Linked DNA regions of Mus musculus: region 2 is linked to region 1. The links are chromatin contacts, called in public promoter capture Hi-C maps. All regions are on one chromosome and are shown on one strand. Each heading gives the region's core, a stretch centred on a gene start, on an enhancer-like site or on the middle of the called end of the contact. The rest is flanking DNA. Distances are from core to core; before and after follow the strand shown.

The links. Capture Hi-C pulls out chosen DNA fragments and counts their contacts.
Region 2: a contact with region 1 is called in a promoter capture Hi-C map of liver, with 5 times the contacts expected there. The contact joins the promoter of 4933401H06Rik here to the promoter of Slc9b2 in region 1. A contact is called at or near these places in 4 of 39 promoter capture datasets (the C10 cell line, embryonic stem cells, frontonasal cranial neural crest and 1 more), 1 of 15 datasets of contacts at CTCF or cohesin (the NIH/3T3 cell line), 2 of 115 datasets of contacts at active chromatin or transcription factors (bone marrow-derived macrophages and embryonic stem cells) and 1 of 9 other capture datasets (liver).

What each region holds. Positions count from the first base shown.
Region 1 is chr3:135,306,299-135,309,173 of GRCm38.p6, reverse strand. Slc9b2 (solute carrier family 9, subfamily B (NHA2, cation proton antiporter 2), member 2) reads right to left here and starts at 1,474. Exons shown (of 13, transcript NM_178877.6): 1 at 1,393-1,474. The region is part of intron 1 of Gm46826 (a long non-coding RNA gene); the gene reads left to right.
Region 2 is chr3:135,838,885-135,841,584 of GRCm38.p6, reverse strand. 4933401H06Rik (RIKEN cDNA 4933401H06 gene) reads left to right here and starts at 1,316. Exons shown (of 5, transcript NR_040540.1): 1 at 1,316-1,478; 2 at 1,751-1,954. The region is part of intron 2 of Slc39a8 (solute carrier family 39 (metal ion transporter), member 8); the gene reads right to left.

The sequences.
Region 1 (2,875 bases), core at 225-2,724:
GAGATCCACCTGCTTCTGCCTCCCAAGTGATGGAATTAAAGTTGTGAGTCACTACATCTGGCTTATCCTTTCTCTCTCTCTTTCTTTCTTTCTTTCTTTCTTTCTTTCTTTCTTTCTTTCTTTCTTTCTTTCTTTCTTTCTTTTTTTAAATTCTGTCTTCACACACACCAGAAGAGGAAATCAGATCCCATTAGAGATGGTTGTGAGCTACCATGTGGTTGCTGGGAATTGAACTCAGGACTCTTAACTACTGAGCCATCTCTCCAGCTCTCCTTCTGGCTCATTCTTAATTCCTCTTGTGGGTACTCCAAAAGGGCTGAGAATATAGTTGATGGGGTTGTAACCCTAAAGACTTTTTATGCCAGAAAATATATAACATGCCCTAGTCAGTGGGTTGGTGAGTTTTTTGTCAACTTGACATAAACTAGAGTCATCTGGAAAGAGGAAATCTAAATTAATAATATGCCTCCATCAGATTGGCATGTAGACAAGTGTGACAAGACATTTTCTTGACTAATGTTTGTTGGGGGGTAGGGCCCAGACCACTGTGGGTCCCCATGGCGGTCCTGGAGCCTATAAAAAGGCAAACCGAGGTAGCCATAGAGAGCAAACCTGTAAGCAGCATCCCTCCATAGCTTCTATTTAGTTCCTGCCTTGAGTGTCTACCGCAAATTCCCTTCTTTGGACTGTGAGCCTGTGATATGAAATACATCTTTCTTCCCCATGTTGCTTGTGCTCCTGGTGTGTATCACAGTTACAGGGGGCTGTCACTTTGCCCACGTCCCCAGAGCAGCGTGCATGCTCAGGATCTAAAGTCTTGTTTAGGCATACTCTGATCCCAGAGCTGCGTTCTGAACTCCTGGAGGGTGGAAACGGTATGCAATCCACACGTGATTATCTCCTGTGCCTGCTTAGCTCAGAGAAGACATGCAGGTGTCTGCTGAACCTTCAAACCTATGAATCGGTAATCCAGCACCCACCCACGATGCAGCATCTGTATCTGCTAAGGGGCGGGGCCGTCTCAGAGGGAAAAGAGAGTAGACCTGCTCCAGGCAACTGCTCCACGGTCCACCTTACTTGCTGGGGGCTTAAAGCTCCCTGCCGTTAATGTTTTGGTGAAATCAATCTCACCGGAGTCTGAGCAAGTGTGTGACAAGAAGCTGATGCCTGGCAAGTAAGAGGGCTACAGCTCACGTGCTCTGAGCAGGCATCACATTGTCTAGGGTCTAGACTTGAAGATCCTCAGCACCCAGTCCAAAAACTGAGAGCTAAAACAAAAACAAGGAAAACCCCCGCTCGAACACACACACACACACACACACACACACACACACACACACACACATTCCCGTACCAGCTATGCGCATGGGTTGTTTGCTCGGTGCTACTCACCTCATTGCTGGCAGTCTGCGCAGGCCTCCTGGCTTCCGTTGAGTGGGAGTTGAGCCTAGGTTTACCAAGGCGTGCTAGGTTAGGGCGGTGCTGTGGCTGGGGGCCGGCGGAAAACAGGGAGGTCCAGTGGCGCGGGGCGGGGTAGGGAGGGGCGGGGCAGGGAGGGGCAGGGCGGGGCACACTCTCAGTTCAGGGCTCTGCTCATTCAGCCAGAGGGAGACCCTGGCCCACGCGCCCCAGCTTCCAGCAGCCTCTGGCCACCTCTCAAGGCTAAGAGCAGCAGGCTCTCTCACTGTTCCTGAATCTCCTAAATTCTGTAATCCGACGCAAATTCCAGGACTCTCAGTGTCTTCTCACAGGCAGGGTTCTTTCCTTCAGGTGACAAATGGCGGAGTGAAACCTTGGGCCAGTGTCTGTCACTGTGAGCCTCTTGCTATGTTGTTTTACTGTAACGCTCCCTCCCATCAGCCATTTAATTTTTTATTTCTGACTTCCAGTTTGGTGTCTTCCTCCCTCCCCCCCCCTCCCCGTTTAAATCGGAGTTGGAGTTTGTTAGGAGATTTTAACATAGATTTTAAATATTAGGGGTAAGGGGATGAAATTCTCCCAAGCAGAAAGATACATCCAAGTCCAAGTGGGGGTTTATGAGCATCTCAAAGGAGTTGCTCTCGTCCATTATCTGGTCTTACTCTTTGAGCAAGTGCTAAGTTCAGTCTTGGATTTCAAGCATGCAGGTGTATTAAGCACATTTCTATTCCAGACAGAAATCCTCCGAATGAACCTAGGCTCCATCCAGTACCCTTTCTCAGAGGAAATGAAATGATTCTTTTCCTAAAACGAACTCATTTTCTAAAACTTGCAAAAATTTCCATTCTCATTGGCTTCCTCTTCCTGCAGAACTAAGACATATTTTCCTCCCCCAACCCTTTGGTCATATGATGTTCATTTGATATGCCTTGATTTTATTGGCGTGAGTGGAAAACATTGAACTTTTGGGCTAGATTCACTCTGGTTTCATTGCTTGTAACCTCTGAGCTCTGACAGAAGTAACGGAACATCTCTCTGTTGCAGAGGTCACTGTGTTTAAACGAATTCATTTGTTTTTAACTATGTGTGTTCCTGCTCACAACACACATGATGCTCTACTCCTGAAGGGACTCTGGTCAGCTTGAGGTGGCAAGCATGGCTCAGGCATTTCCCTCTGCACTGCTAAAACCATTAGATTCCATTCCTAAAGCTAGCCACCTAGGCTCATTCCCTTAATTGGCCACTTCTTTCTCCTGAGGCTGACTACCAAGGTCCAACTATCAAAGGATTGAAGTCCAGCAATTGAAAGCCCCTTCGGTTCATCTAATTAACATGCCTGATTAAAATTAAACACTTCATCCTAACATGAGGTTTCCCCTTGTACCTTAAACTGCCATTTTCCTGTATGCCACATCTGTCACCTCTCTATCCAGAGGCAGTCCTTGATCACCTTCTG
Region 2 (2,700 bases), core at 67-2,566, 530 kb before region 1:
AAAATATATATAATTTCTCAACTATGCAAAACATAAGAGTGCAATATGAATTATGGGGGCTTCATGAATCTAAAGGAACAAAGGCAGCTACACTCTGAGCTAGACTGTCAGAAAGACACAAAGGCAGGCAGATTCCTGAGTTCAAGATCAGCATGTATGCTTACAGTCTTTTAAGAATCAAAGGACTGCGGTCACGGGATGTTGATTCAAAATATAATCAAAAGGAAACCTGGAATAAATAACTGAATTGATATGTAAATTAAAAAACTGGGCTTTTGGTCTGCATGAGATGAGCTAGCAAAAGGCGATAGCAGTTGTTTAGAAATTCTCTCTAGTGAGAGCTGGGCTCTCTAGAAATCTCTGGAGAGCAAAACAGCTCTTCAAGAATTTTTTCTTACCAAGATTTCTGACTTAGTCGGAAGATCCAATAATTTTTTATAGCAGCTTCTCTGACTAAACCCAGACAGCATTTAGAACTTTTACCTACAGAGAGAGCTGTCTCAACCAGACAGTTTTTAGATGAGACAGACAGACAGACAGACAGACAGACAGACAGACTGACTGACTGACTGGAAAGCCATCTCAGCAGAACCTGAGTGGGCAGCTTGAACCCATGATTTGACTTTGAGTCGTTCTTTCTGCCACTCCCAGACACCCCTTCTCTCAGAACCCCACTCCAATGCCAAGGCTGGTCCTTGACAAAGAAATAACATCTTGGGAATATAAATTGTCCAAGATTAGCTCATAGGAGGTGAAGAGAAGATTCAAGTCTCATGTTTTCCCGTTACTAAGCAATTAGAGATTGACTGTTATGTCTTCTTCATTAAACATGGAGAGTAACTCAAATAATAAAAAGAAAATCCACAGGATCCTGCAGGGAACTGTATTTTATTGGGCCTACTAGTTTTTAGGGTCATAAAGTTAAATTGCTCTTTAAACTACTTAGGATCCTTGTGAGTGGGGACGGGGGAGGTGGGGAACAGAGATCACTTAAATACAGTTCTATCTCTCCCTTCTATCCCCATCTTTCAAATGGGAAAGCTGGGGTCCACAAAGGTTTCATTCAAGCAACAGAAACTAACAACTGACCCCAATGTCTCAAACATAGGCTCAGACTCCTAACACAGCTGGGGAGAGCCCGGCGTGGTCACGTGCTTCCAGCAATGAATGTGGACCATCTGGATACAGACTCTCTACAGCTGTTTAGATCCGGGACTCTCTCCTACAGCAGAGGCAGCCTGTCAGTGCACCTGAACTGCCGCTGCGCACGTTGCATACGTAACATAACGTAACGTAACGTAATGTAACGTACTCTGTGAGACCAGGACAATGGATTACATTAAAGAAGGAAAATGTGAAGACTGAAAATGCTTCTCTGATGAGAAAGCAGCCACCTAGATCCCACGAGCTCATGTTACCGTAATATTTACTAATAGGACTCTGACAATGCCTGGCGCATAACAGTTCCTGGTAGACAGGTGACAAATAAAATAAAATAAAATAAGAATAAAATAAAAACAGGGATAAATAAAGTGGAAAGGAGTGATGAGCTCTTGGCTGCTTGTGTATGTAACCAAAGGTACAAGAGTAACTGAAACAAAACAGGTGCAGAAATCTCCGTGACAGTAGATTAGTGTGGGGCACCTAGCTTAGATCCCAACCATTTAAAGTGCAGCTTTGAAAGTAACTATCGGGAAGTCTCTTCTAACCTGGAAGAAAAGCGATCGTTTCACCGATTTATCTCTTCAAGGGTCACTGACAGGTGTCACAAAGTCTGGTTGGTGGCTTACAGGCATGACACAACAGGAACATTCGAAGCAGGAGTGGACGAGAAAACGGCAGATCTGTCCGCTGTGATGACGGGATTACCTAACTCGGTGACCAGACACCTTGGTGTCCCTCCCTTTACGCGTCTCCAGCTCGCTGTCTACCAGCCTCTCCCAAGTCTACCATTGTAAGTGCCTCTTCAGAGTTGACACAATCTTTCTTGGCTTGACTTTTGGACACATTCTTAACACCATTAAAAGAGAAGGTTTGAGCAAGAAACACTCCAGACGAATAATCCTCTAGGAGGCCGAACTAGGGATGACAAGTATTCTCTGATATCAGTGCTTCCATTTTTATCTCACGCCTTCTTATGCTTCTTACTTAGGGCTGAATGGTGCGCATGTATTCAGAAACACACGCAAACACACATTCACACACACACATATATACACACATAGGAACACGCAGATATACACATACACCACTCACAGTCACACATACACACGCACTAAAACATACTGAAATACACATATATCAGATCACACAGATACGTGGCCACGTACAAATATGCTTACATACATACATACATACATGCATGCATGTGCACATACACACATACATTCTTCCAAGTCTTTCTGAAGAGCATATGAAGACTTCTTCTCTAGAATATATTATTATAAAGACAAAAATGTCTAATGAATTAGACACTATTAGGAAAAACTCCTTATGAAGCCGTGTGTAGAGATAGCATTGCTACGACAAGGCAGGTAAAGTGCAATTTACAGACAAAGACGCCCATATGTTGAGAATGTTCGTATCTAGGTCCTAAATTATGAGTGGTTTTTTTTTTCCTTTCTGCTTATCTAGCTTTCCCAATTTTAAACAATGTACTTGTGTTTCTATGGGGATCCATCCCATAACCAGACACTATTG